Linked DNA regions of Sus scrofa: region 2 is linked to region 1. Evidence: chromatin contacts called from public promoter capture Hi-C data. All regions are on one chromosome and are shown on one strand. The core of a region is the stretch at or near the end of the contact, and the rest is flanking DNA. Distances in the headings are between cores, read along the strand shown.

Evidence for each region. Promoter capture Hi-C pulls out the DNA fragments that hold promoters and counts their contacts.
Region 2: a promoter capture Hi-C map of fetal liver shows a contact between it and region 1, with 2.8 times the contacts expected there. The contact joins the enhancer-like site here to the promoter of ATOH7 in region 1. A contact is called at or near these places in 1 of 5 promoter capture datasets (fetal liver), 15 of 47 Hi-C or Micro-C datasets (adipose tissue, blood, embryonic fibroblasts and 8 more) and 1 of 2 datasets of contacts at active chromatin or transcription factors (skeletal muscle).

The regions. Positions count from the first base shown.
Region 1 is chr14:71,399,381-71,406,247 of Sscrofa11.1, forward strand. It overlaps ATOH7 (protein atonal homolog 7), which reads right to left and starts at 3,099. Exons shown (of 1, transcript XM_005671039.3): 1 at 1-3,099. The coding sequence starts at 2,067. The coding sequence ends at 1,600.
Region 2 is chr14:71,465,933-71,473,327 of Sscrofa11.1, forward strand. PBLD (phenazine biosynthesis-like domain-containing protein) reads right to left here. Exons shown (of 10, transcript XM_021073523.1): 2 at 2,667-2,812. The coding sequence starts at 2,750. Among named protein-coding and RNA genes, the nearest start is that of HNRNPH3, 17 kb to the right of the region's middle. Within about 2 kb of position 2,024, at least 11 of the 83 cell types and tissues checked have an H3K27ac peak or open chromatin away from gene starts, as enhancers often do. A contact at or near this core is called in fetal liver and liver, where this site is marked.

The DNA of each region.
Region 1 (6,867 bases), core at 1,849-4,348:
AGCTGTTGAAGTCAAGAGGTTAAACATTTTATTCTCTAATTTGGACTAAGGAAGCGAAGTCCTGAGCCCACCGCAATTTCTTATTAACTGAAATCAGAAGGAACGGGAAATTCAGCATCAGCCTCTCAACAGATTTCTAAAGATACACTTGTGATTTTATAAGTTTTAGTTTATGAGCTGGGGAAGATACTTTCACTCATTACAAACCAAAAGGATTTTGATAATCAGATATAACTACAAAAGCAAAAATTTTAATGAAGACTCTGTAGGTAAATTGCAAATAGATGACTGTGCCTGATGTTAGGTGTTGAACTTATATGAAAAGAGTTTGGGAAATGTTATTATTGTTTTTGTTGACTTGTGACAAGTTCCAAATACACAGATAATTTAAGAGGCCTGCTTTTTCTAATTACTAGCAAGGTATTCTCCCAAACGCACACAGGGCTGTTGACCACCAAGTCACCCTTTACCTTAAGAGCTTGGTTATTCATCCAATGATTAAGCAAATTTATAAAAGTAATTCAAACCAATACCATGTGTATTATATTGCTCTGTTAAAGATGAGCCTGGATGGTAGTAAAGCCCTTCTTGTTCAACTTGTACTGATTAAGAGAAAATCACTTTCAAAAGCCACATATATATGAACAAATATACATATGGGCATACCTGTAAGGAATTAGTAGTTAGTAGTTGGCTTAATATGGAAAATAAAATATTGAGGAACTATATATCTAGTTGCTTTAAAGCTAAATATTATTTCAATTAAATTAATCTTTTTGAAAAACTATGAAAAATATATCTATATTTCCAAGTTGATGGGAAAAACTTCCAAGCTAATTACTTCCACTCTCATCAGCTTGTCGTTTTTTGATGAAGTATTCAAAAACAGCACTTTTGCCAACCGGTGGGATTAGATTTAAACACTCCGCATCTTTACTCAGGGAAGCACTCAATGTTATCACCCCCCAAACAGGCCCTTAGTGAAATCAGGAAACTTGGCATGAAAAAGAAACCCACGTTTTTAATTATATTTTACAAAATCTACTTTAATAATGGATATACAGTTTTTAAAAAATACTGAGCACTTACGCCCATGTACTCTACGAAGAAAAGTAAGAAAAACGTCTGACTACTTCATGCACACACACACACACAATACACTAAGCATACTGCTCTTACAAGACAGGAAGGCAGCTCTGCATTAAGCAAACACAAGTAATAGATATTGTAACTTCACCCTAAGAGGACAAATTTACAAAATCTAAAAGTGATTATTTCGCTGAGGACTAAACCTGCAGTATAATCTAATCCTTCTTTTTTTAGATTGTTTTCCCTCAAAGTAGTCCAGGAAAGGGGGGAGGGGCATTAGTCTCAACAATCAAAACTATTCCATTAATGAAATCTACAACATACTAAGGAGGGAAAAAAGGCATCGCGTCCATTAGACCGAGGATGCAAATGAAAGTAACCTGGAAGTTTGCTAATTTTGTTCTAAGAATACATCCTACGCCCCACCGAAGGCCCGAGCGGCTTCTTGGGGGAAAAGGCTGTATCTCCGGAGCGCAGTCATTGAGAGTCCCATTCCCGCGAGGCTGCGCCCTAACTGGCCATCTGGAAGGACTCGGGCTGGAAGCCGAAGAGCCTTTGGCCGTACGGCTCGCTCTCGCCTGGCAGCTTCGCGCCCGCGAACGGAAGGTAGTGGTCTCGACCGAAGTGCTCACAATGGAGATTGACCCAGTCCCGCTCCGAGCCGAATCGCTCGGCCTCAGCCAGGATGCGGGTCAGAGCCATGATGTAGCTCAGCGCCATCTGCAGGGTCTCGTACTTGGACAGCTTTTTATCCTGGCCCCACTGGGGTACCACCCTGCGCAGGCGGTCGAAGGCCGTGTTGAGACCCTGCATGCGGCGGCGCTCGCGCGCGTTGGCCGCTAGGCGCCTGCGCGCCGCACTCTCCAGCCGCCCAGCCCCTGCGCACGTGCCCGCGCATTCGGCTGCGCCACCCGTGCACGGGGGCGCGGCACGCGCTCCCGCCGCCGCCGGGGGATTGCAGGGTTTGCACGACTTCATTCCCCGCCGGAAGGAGGGAGGCGCAGATCTCACTTGTCAGCTCAGGACCTGCGTGTGGGTTGGTGTATGCAGTCGCTCCGCAACTTGGTTCCTCTTAACAAATAAGTCATGCAAAAAGCAGCCCGCGTGGAATCTAAGTCTGCAGTGGGGAGTGCGGGGCTCCGCCCTTTGTCCTACTGGATAGCCAGACTGATGTCTTCACTTGCCAAAATTTAGGGGAAATTGGGATGCTGAAGAGAAGTCATTTTCCCAACATGAAACTGATGTGAGAAGGGAACCTTCTTGCAGCAGAATTGGTGTGGCTGATTCGCGGAAGGTCTCTCAAGTCCTCCGGGAAAGCCCAAGACTTCTTTTCCGGAAGACGAAATCTTTCCCGAAGCTTAGATAGGAAAGGAGCGCCTCTTCCGCAGTAGTTGTCGGAAAAGTGCCGGGTGAATCTTTGAAGGAGAATTTATAGCAGAAGGCTGAAGGAGGGAACAGGTGGTGGCAGGTGGGCGGGCGTCCCTCGGCTTCCATCTCAGCACCTTCCTACCCTGGGAACTGCAGGGGGGGAAAGGGGGACGACGCACAGCAAAATCCTGACATTACAGCCTTCGTCTGTTGGAAGTTTCTCCAAAGCTATGTCCTACACTAACACACCATCTGGAGTGGTCTGGCTGTCCCCAAGAGAATAACAAGGTGGGGGTGGGGAAGGGCTTGGTCTTTCTTTTCCCATATCAGCAGGCAGCATACATATCAAAAACTGAACCAAAGTTTTAAAATTATTAGAAATCACTTGTGTCAATATGTTGGTTTTAGATTAAGATATGTAGAAGCTTAGTGGTACAAGATTCGCTTTTCAAGATGTGACAATTTTGCATAAGGCCGACTGAATACATGCATTTGATTTTAGCTATTAAGTTGGGACAAATTAGCAGATCCTAGTATTATTTCAGACCTAAGATTTTACTGTGCAAATAATTTGGCTGTTTTCTGCAGAATATTATAGCATATCAAAAGATATTAATGTACTCACAAATGTAGAAAGCAAACTTACAGTTACCAAAGGGGTGGGGAGGGGGCCAAATTAGGAGTTTGGGGTTAACATATATGCACTACTATATATAAAATAGATGGACAAGAACCTACTATATAGCACAGGGAACTATATTCAATATCTTGTAATAACCTATAATGGAAAAGAATCTGAAAAAAATATAAATGTAAGTATGCATAACTGAATCACTCTGCTATACAACTGAAACTAATACAACTTTTTAAATTAACTATACTTCAATTAAAATGGTTAAAATAAAAAAGATATTAATGTTATGTAAAAATGTATATTATACAATATATTAGATTGCATGAGTTTGTATACTTCGGTAGATTCAGAATCTATGCCCCATTTCTCCGGACGCATATTTATAAATGTTTTCAGGACACAGATTGAGATGATAATCAATTATTTAATTTGACTTTTACATCTAATAAAACTAATTATAATGCAAATATATGTGTGAAAGTGAAGCATCTAAGTGATTTGTGAGGTTTTAAAAAATAATTCCTAATGGAAGATTTTTTTTTCCCCACCTCATAAAGCTATAAATATTTCATACTACTTGGAACTTGTGTCAACTGTCCTTAGGAATAATACTGAAGCATGATTTCCACTATTGATAGTGAAATGATTTATATATAGATAAGCCATTAAGTTGATTCTCTTATCTCAGCCTCTTTCTACTTCTTTAGAAGAGTAAAGTAGCAAGGAAACCAGCTCAAATAGATTCAAGCCAGAATCATTTCTGAATTCTTTGGGAAGACCAAGTATGTTCTTTCCCCTCTTGAAATATGGATTATGTTGGCATTATTCCCAAATATTTTTGTATAATTAAATTATCAACAAGCTCCCACAAATCAGTTTTTTAATAATCAATGAATTTTATTAAATTTATAACTGTACAACCATCATCACAACCCAAATTTAGAACATTTCCATCCCAAACCCCTAGTCCACCCCTCCGTCCCCAACACCTGTCCCCTTTGGTAATCATAAATTTTCTAGTCTGTGATTCTTTTTCTCTTCTGCAAATAAGTTCATTTGTATTCTTTTTTAAGATTCCTTTTAACTGTGTCTTGCTTCCCTTGCCATTGCTTTAGACCAAAACCCTATTGTGACTGCCCTGACTCCAAGTCCTGTCTTCCCATAAATAGTTGATTAATCCCCAGCTGAAGCAATGACAATGAAATGAAGTTGAGTAACATGAAGACAATAGAATGCAATTGAACATTAATGATCTCCAGCATGACAGATGTTGAACACAGAATTTTGCATGGAGCCACTCAGCTCTATTACTCTGATTCTTAACAGTCTTGGTCAGGAACAGCAGTCCTGTGACAGGAGGATGTTTGATGACTATGTTTAGTCATCAGAATGTCAAATACTTTTTTTTGAGTTTTCATGGAAATCGGGTCTACCAATGCTATTATTTCTCCTGTTCATTTATCTTTTCCCTTTCCCCCAACAAGCCTTTTCTGTGCTACTCTTTGGAATGTTTCCCTACAAAACATACTGTTCTGGACACTTTTGACCAAAGTGCTAATGAGATGCAGGATTTTGCAGGCCGTGTATTCACAGTTGGTGAGATTATAGCCTGTGCACCAAGAGAACAGCAAACACAACTTGAAGAGAAAAAGGAAACCCAGCAGTATGCACACAGCGTGGTTATATTAGAACATACGCTAGCAGCTATCTGTGACATGAAATTGATCCAAGGATAGAAAGTATTTCTGCAGTAAAAAGGCCTTAGAAGGTATTTAGTAATTCACTTCCCAGATGCATTCTGAAGGATAATTTATTAGTACTACAAAGGTGCTTCTGGGAGAAGATTATTCTACTGTCCAGTATATTTGGGAAACACATTTGTTTTCTTCTGTTTAGAGAGTCATGAAGCAAAATTGGTAAGGTTTCTGAGAAGTCTTGGCATAAAGAAACCATCTGACTCCAGAGTTTCCTAGACCTCCTTGAACATAGAACCTTTTATTTTTCCCCAGAAAAGCCTATTAACAAAGTTTCTTGAAATATCCACTTCTAAACCTGCTCTAATACCTTCCATTAATTTTGCAGAGGATGAGACTGAGATCCAGAGACTAAACATTATGTTCAAAGGTGCTGAGCAATTTAATGACTGAATTAAGAAGTCAAATCTCCTGTATCATCTAATTTTAGAGGTTTTAAAATTGAGGTCACTTAATACAACTTACAAAATGGGGCCCTGAGATCCACCAATCACTAGTGAAATTTTTGGAAATAAAATTAGAAAGGATAAAGGATAATGTGATTTATTTTATCACCCTGGTGCCTAGCACAGTACCTAGAAAATAACAGATAATAAACAACCCAGGCTAAGGGGCTGCAAAAATGTTATATAAATGATAGATACAGATGAGAATGAATGCATTCCTAGTGGATAACCCATATGAATAATTTATATTTCTTTACTTTTTAAAAAGCACACACTGAATCCATATTTTGAATGCAGAATTGATTCTTTCTTATCAGAAAACATATTTATAGCCATTTGAGCCAAAAGAACATACATGTCAGACTAATTTCCACCATATTTCTATACTGAGAACATGAACCTACCAGATGAACTGGCAGTTACTGTATGTCTAGGGTTGGCCAGAAATCAAAACTGGCAGATAGAATCATGAGAGAGGGGAAAATAGAAACATCTTACACCTGTAGTAGAAAACCAGGAGAAACATTAGAGATAAAAGATCAATGGCTGGAAATTATTACATAGGACAGATAGAATAGGTAAAAGGGTAAACATTCTTTTATTATCCAAAACCATTTTTAATTTTTTAAATAAATACTGTCCAAAGACACACAGTTAGGAGTTCCCTCTGTGGAATGGTGGATTAAGAATCCAACCGCAGCAGTTCAAGTCACTGCAGAGGTGTAGATTAGATCCCAGGCCCTGCACAGTGGGTTAAGGATCTGGCATTACCACAGCTGCAACATAGGTCCCAACTGCAGCTCAGATTCAATCCCTGGCCCAGGAACTTCATATGCCATGGGTGCAGCCATAAAACACACACACACACATAATTATAAGAAAGAGAGGAAAACACTTGTTCATTCTGAATGCGCAAGAAAAATATGGAAAATGAGGAAAGGGCTTCCCTCTGGAGCAAGTGGCAATTGGAGGCCTCTCAGTCCCTGAGAGACTCAGAGGTAAGCCAGCAAAAGACCAAGGAAAGATGAAGGTGAGTTCCACTTATACTTCATTAAAGGCCAGAAGGGCAGTCTTAAAAGTTCTTGTAACTTTGAAACATGCTATGTAGTTACCAGTCAAGAAAAAACCTGCAAAAGCATATAAAAGTTTAGAGAAAGGAAGAGGGAGCTAAGTCTTGCATCTCTGGCCCCTGCCCCTCAAAAGTTCAGGGAAGAGAAAACCCAACGGAGGGCAGAAATTAAGAAGGGGCAGAGACTCAGAATGGGGCCAAGAGAAATATGAAAGAGATGGGGACATTGTCCTAGGCCCCAGAAGTGACCATTCACCTTCAGAAAGTGCAGGCTCCCAACCCCCAGTCACTTGACTCACTGCTCTAGAATTCCAGCTTGGCAGTCTTAGTTTCTAGTCACCAGGAGCCAGAATGACTTGCATGGTTTGGACTCTGCCTTCACTCTTCTCCATGGTGCATCTTACCCTCCTCTAAGCATCCTCCTTGATAGCAGTTTTGAATCCTGGATCTCCTTTCAACTAGCTCTGTGCTCTTAGGAGTATCACTTCTCTGATTTCTCTATCTGCA
Region 2 (7,395 bases), core at 774-3,273, 65 kb after region 1:
GTGGTCAGCTTTGTGAGGTTTAACAATTACCTGTCTCTGATATTGTCCTGAGTTTCCCTGTGTTCTCTCTAGGGGTTTCAGGTGTCCACTGTCTCCAGCCATGAGTAAAAGAATCCAAGGGTAGAAACAACAGTTTCTATGTCCATTTTAATTTCTATTAATTATGCATTGAAGAAAGTGCTAAATTGGCCCCCAGGAGAGCAGGATTCTCATGTCTACAGAATAGAAAACTAGCAAAACTAGCTTCTAGATATCTATTCAGTTGTCCCTGACAGGCCATCAAACTAATCTGGTCTCACAGGTCCAAGGCACAGAAGAAGTGAAATGAGAGACTCTTTAGAGAGGGTCCCTGGATCGCAGACTAATCTCCTTTATTCTTTTTTCCATTTGTACTAAAGCATATTTCTTTAAACAGCATTAAAGCCTTTTGTTTAACATTTTATTTCCTAGCTTTTCCAAATATATAAATAACATGCAAAATATAGTTTAATGGAGAGAGAGAGAAAGCTCCTAAGATCCTAAGTCTGGAGTTCAGTGAATGAGCTGGAGGTAAAATGGAGTAAATTGAGGGGCACTCCCATCATGGCTCATCTGACTAGTATCCACGAGGATGCAGGGTCGATCCCTGGCCATGCTCAGTAGGTTAAGGATCTGGCATTGTCATGAACTGTGGTGTAGGCTGCAGATGTGTCTCAGATCAGTGCTGCTGTGGCTGTGGTGTAGGCCAGCGGCTACAGCTCCGATTCAACCCCTAGCCTGGGAACTTCCATATGTTGTGGGTACGGCCCTAAAAAGACAAAAAAATAAGAGTCAAATTGAGGAATAAAACTAATTCTTGTCATCTGGTGAAAACTGAGTACATAAATCACTCAAAACTTTTTTCAAAATTCTTCAAGAGCATTTCATGGGGACATGGGGCAAATATACAGACTCTTGACGAGTAAGTTTGGTCTACTCCACAAGTCCTTAACATGAAGTTATGTTTGCCATATTGTTTCTTTTTTTCACTTTATTTTCTTTTTAGGGCTGAACCTGTGGCATATGGAAGTTTCCAGGCTAGGAGGTGAATAGAAGTCAGCTGCTGGCCTACGCCACTGCCACAGCTACACCAGATGCCAGCCACATCTTCAATATGCCACATCTTGCCACAATGCCAGATCCTTAACCCATTGAGCAAGGGCTGGGATTGAACCCGAATCCTCACGTATGCTATGTCAGTTCTTAATGGGAACTCCTGTCATATTGTTTCTAAAGAAAGTTCACGACTTAGAATTTGGCTGTTAATTATTATCTCACTAACACTGCCAAGCTCTGGTGTTACTTGTTAAAGCCTATTACCTTTATTACTTTCTGCATTTTGTAGTTGGAAAATGCCAGCTGCAAGGCTGCATAATGAATGCGTCATGAAGGTAAGATACGGACCCTTGACCCTGGACCATTTTGCTGCTCCAGCTGAGGAACCAAATAAGTATACCAAGGACTCCATTAACAATATTCACCTGTCTCAGCTCAACTTCAGCCAGTCTCGATCTTGGTTCACCCTAGAATCACTAGCGGAGCTTTAAAAAAACAGTGCTGCTTTAAAAAACAGTGGAGCTTTGGAGTTCCCGTTGTGGCTCAGGGGGTTAAGAATCCGACATACTGTCAGTTTGAACCCTGTCAGCCTCACACAGTGGGTTAAGGATCCAGCATTGCCACAAGCCGTGGTGTAGAGCACAGATGCAGGACCCCAAGCCCAGGAACTTCCATGTGCTGCAGGTATGGCTGTAAAAAGAAAAAAATACAATTTTAAAACAGTGGAGCTTTAGAAAACAAACCCATCTCCAGAGATCCTGTTGTGATTCACCAGGATGCAGCCTGGGTACAGGAATTTTTAAAGCATCTCGAGTAATTTTAATGTGCAGCCAGCTTGACAGTCACTGCACTCGAAAGCCCTAACTTAGTAAGACTTATTTAGGATCTTCAATTGCTCACTCTTGTTTCTAAAGGAATTCTCAGATAATCTACCCTTGTACTAACTGCTCTGAGTGGAAGGGTACCTTGACTTGTTTCCCAACACCCAGGTAATAACACAAAGCAGCTAAGGTCAAGGAATAATTAACTATTCTGTTAATATTTACCTAATCAAAGGGCCATTTTAAAAATGAGACTTGCAGTAAACTGAATTCTCCCTAGGTTAGAGTTTAATTCCTTCTATCTTTCTATTAAATCACTTCATTGCAAAATGTTTTCTTGACTTTGAGAATAATTTCTAATTGTCTGAACCACAGGTAAGGTTAAAAATATCCAGCTAGAATCTTTTATGAAAAATACAGTATCAGCCATGTCCAGTCACATGAAACTCATCCAATTTCATTCTGCTCCACATTTGGTGCTAACTAAATGAAAACACAATGACTAGAAGGGACTTTGACTTTTTTTAAAATTGGATCTAATTCTTCTTTACGTGAATCTTCATTTCTCTAGATCTAAGCATTTAGGTGTAAGCAGTCTCATAATATAATCTGGTCAAAATTAACTTGCAGACATGCACATTGCTGATATCATCTGACAAAGAACACAATCAAAGAGATAAACAAACCAGGTGAATTTTTTTTTTTTTTTAAGAAATACTTGGTTCTACAGAAATCTAGAATTTCAGGCACTGCACTTCAAATACTACTTACATTTTCTAGGAGGCAAACAGCAGCAGGATTCCCACGAAATGCTTTTGCTGTGAATGCATCTGCTATGAAAATAGGGAGCTTCATTTTCCTTGTAAGCACTTCTGCAAGTTCTCAAAATTTCTGATAGCCTGCTTTCCTTCTTGTTGCTGCAAAAAATAAAGTTAATGTTTTACTTGATGTACATAAGCAACCAGCATTTCCTAGGTACAAAGTCAAGCAATTATTCTAACTTACCCACAATTAAAAATAAGTGATCCTCTGATTAATTTTAAACCTCTAAATTGAATTTGTTTTAAAATAGTAGGTGAATATTTTCTTTTCATATTGTACATATACTTAACAACAGAATCATATTCTTAAAAGAGCCAAAACTATCTTAGGCTATCTACCTATCTATTTATCTACATTTTTTTTGCTGCCCCACAGTTGTGACCTAAGATGCAGTTGCAGCAGTGCTGAACCCTTAACCCACTGTTTCAGGCCTGGAATGGAACCTGCATCCCAGTGCTTCCAAGACACCACTGATTCCATTACACCACAGCAGGAACTCCACTTAGGCTATATTTTTAAAGAAGTGCATGAAACTTCCAAGGGGACATATATATATGTTGCTTAAGGTTTCCCAAAGAATATATGCACCCCACCTTTTTAACCCCAAACCTGCGGCATATGGAAGTTTCCAGGCTAGGGGTTGAATTGGAGCTGCAGCTATGTCAGAGTACACAATACCTATGCCACAGCAATGCCAGATCTGAGCTGCTTCTGCGACCTATGCTGCAGATTGTGGCAACACAGGATCCTCAACCCAATGAACAAGGCCAGGAATTGAATGCACATCATCATGGATACTATGTTGGGTTCTTAAGCCACCAAGCCACAACAGGAACTCATGCCTTTTTAAAAGAATACATTTTTTGGAGTTCCCGTTGTGGCTCGGCAGGTTAAGAACCTGACTAATGTTCATAGGGACATGGATTTGATCCCTAGCCTGGCTGAGTGGGTTGAGGATCAGGTGTTGCCATGAGCTGTGGTGTAGGTTGCAGACGAAGCTCGGGTTTGGCATTACTGTGGCTGGGGTGTGGGCTGGCAACTCCTGCTCCAATTCAACCCCTGGCCTAGGAACTTCTGTGTGCCTTGGGTGTGGCTCTAAAAAGACAAAAAAAAAAAAAAAAAAAAAAAAAAAACCATTTTTTCTAATTTTAAAAAAGATGCCCATTATAAAAAAAGAAAACCGTGGAAAATCAAAAAGTGACCCATAACCATGCAAATCAGCAATAAATTTTTTTTTTGGGGGGGACTTAACATAGTCAAAGGAACCTCGTGCTTTAATTTGTTGGTGTTATTTTACAAATCTGCAGTAGAAAGTTTTTTGAGCTCATGACATAAATTTGTTAAAGTAAACCTTTTCACTATAAGAATAATACCTCCTCTTTACTGAAAACCATAAAATACAGAAAAGCAGGGAGTGGGGTGTCTCCCGTATTTTCATTTCCCAGAGATAAATCCTGTGAATATTCTGGGTGTCTTCTTTGCTCTACTAGAAAGCCTGGATTTTTTTTATAGGCATGGAAGATTCCTCTCTCCCAAAGTTACAGACTTCAAAAAAATTCAGTGAATTAGGGGGTGCTTTGTTTAAATCTAAAAGAAATTAACCTATCCTAACATGCATACTAGTCAGGTTCATAACCCAGTGAGCCAAAACAGGAACTCTCTTTAATCACAATTTATACCTTTTTGTTTTATTTTATTTTTATTTTTATTTTATTTTTTTTTAGGGCTGTACCCATGGCATGTGGAAGTTCCCAAGCTAAGGGTCAAATTAGAGCTGTAGCTGCCAGCCTATGCCACAGCCTCAGCCACAGCAACTTGGAATCTGAGCCATGTCTGTGACCTACATCACTGCTCACAACAACGCAAGATCCTAAACCCACTGAGCGAGGCCAGGGATTGAACCCACAACCTCATGGATATTAGCTGGGTTTGTTACCACTGAACCATGAATTGGGAACTCCAATTTTTACTTTTTTAACAGTATAATATGAGTACAAATGCTTCATAATTCTTAAAAAAAATCATTTAAATAGATTTACAATAGGTTCATGGATGTGCTATAAATTATTTAACCATTTTTCCCTTTGGTGAATATTTATTTCTAACTTTTCACTTATAATGTAGGCATTCCCACTGTGGCTCAGCAGTAATGAACCCAAATAGTATCCATGAGGACTCGGTTCAATCCCTTGCCTTGCTCAGTGGGTTGGGGATCCAGTGTTGTCACAAGCTGTGGTGTAGATCTAAGACATGGCTCAGATCTGGTGTGGCTGTGGCATAGGCTGGCAGCTACAGCTCCTATTCAACCCCTAGCCTGGGAACTTGCATATGCTGTAGGTATGGCCCTAAAAAGTTTTTTAAAAAAAGATAATGTTGTGACCAAACTTACCGACTATAAATCTTGGTCTGCATTTCTGATTTTTTAATTACAATAGATTCCCAAAAAGTCAAATCCCTAGATCAAAGTGTACAGACATCTTAATTTTATCTTACACATACAGATAAATTTATCTTTAGGAGTGTATCAACTTAGCATGTGAGAATGTCCCACCACTGCTAATCTGTTAGATAAAAAAAAATACTTTGAGGGAGTTCTCGTCATGGCTCAGTGGTTAACGAATCCAACTAGTATCCATGAGGTCTTGGGTTTGATCCCTGGCCTCACTCACTGGGTTAAGGATCTGGTGTTGCTGTGAGCTGTGGTGTAGGTTGCAGACAGGACTCAGTCTGGCATTGCTGTGGCTCTGGCGTAGGCAGGTGGCTACAGCTAGGATTAGATCCCTAGCCTGGGAGCTCCCTATGCCACAGGTGTGGCCCTAAAAGCAAAAAAACTAAAAACAAAAAACAAAAACCTTTGAGTTTTCCTTTGTGTTTCTTCGATTATTCTAACCAAACTGCAAAGAACATAAAGTCAGAACCTCTTCTTATTTTTCTTTACTACTAAAATCTCAGTTCCTAGAACAGTGCCTGGCATACAATAAATGTTTACTGAATTAAGTAAATAATATACTAAGCATGCATCTCAACTGAACTTTCAAACAGTGACTGGCAAATACATAGGGCTTCTCAACATGGCAACATCTGCCAGCCAACATTTTAGTTTCAGTAGCAGTACTGTTATTGACAGAACATTGCAGTTTGTTTATGCAATTATTTGGAAATAGATTGCCTCTGTTATTTTAGAAAATTTAAATAGAGACCAGAAACAAATTAAATTTCTGATAATGAGCACAGTATTCATAAATTTAATAGAACTGACACAGAAATCATAGGTGTGCCACAAAGAGATAGTTTTTACCCTCATTTAAACTACAACCTCATTGGTTCCAGCCATCAGCTACACATTCAATCAGATGAAGAAACATATAGAAAAGACTACCTTTTCTATCATGATAATAAATTACATGTGCAAGTTTTTAAAATGTTTCTTCAAACAGTGTTCTCAAGTTTTCTTGCTCTAATTTGGTACAGAAAAATACAATTCTACAACTAAGTACTTTATCAGGCTTCTAGAAATACTGAATTGCTTCTCAAATGAAAACATTAAAGGGAAAAAATCTCAAAGACTCTAATATCCAATGTCATTTGCCTGTTTAACAACTACCCCTCTCTACTTCATCTCCTCCCAACACACTTGCACTTCCCTTTTCCTAAAATAACTCTGATTTTGTTTGGGAAAGCAGTGTGCCCAGCCCCGTTAATGTATCATAAAGGGTCTAAGTCAGTCAGAATGATCTCATGATCCTTTGCCAGATGCTTCCTCTTCCAGCTAGAGATGGTCATAGGACCCAATTAGAGCAAGATTGATTCTAGGGAAAATTTTTTGCTTTCTGACAAAAGGGCCAGAACAGAAAGGGTCAGACCTCCTCTTTTTCCTAAATGGACATGTTACTGATGCCTGGAAATGCAACAATCACCTTTTTTTTTTTTTTTTGGTCTTTTTGCTATTTCTTAGGCCACTCCCGCAGCATATGCAGATTCCCAGGCTAGGGGTCTAATCGGAGCAGTAGCCACCAGCCTACGCCAGAGCCACAGCAACGCGGGATCCGAGCCGCGTCTGCAACCTACACCACAGCTCACGGCAACGGTGGATCCTTAACCCACTGAGCAAGGGCAGGGACCGAACCCGCAACCTCATGGTTCCTAGTCGGATTCGTTAACCACTGTGCCACGACGGGAACTCCCCACAATCACCTTTTGACCAGGAGGTGACAAATATGAAGATGAAAAGCTAACCAGTTAGGTAGAGAAGAAATATAAGTTCTTTATGATATAGTTAATCTGCTAAATAAACATTAGACCCTCCTACTTTTATACTTCCTACATAAACAATAAATCCTTAAGATTCAAACTATTGTCAGTCCACATGGTAGCCAAAATAATGGCCAAAGTAGCATAAGATGTCCACATCCTAATTCCAAGAACCTGTGAATATGTTATGTTGCACAGCAGAAGGGAATTAAAATTGCATATAGGATTAATGGTGGTTAAAAACATGGACTCTGGGGTTTTATTCTATTATTCTATTCTATTCTATTCTACTCTACTCTACTCTACTCTCTTCTATTCTATTCTAGTGCTCGTACCCATGACATATGGAAGTTCCCAGGTCAGGGATCAAATCCGACCCACAGCTGTAGCAATGCTAGATCCTGAACCCACTGCACCACAGTGGGAC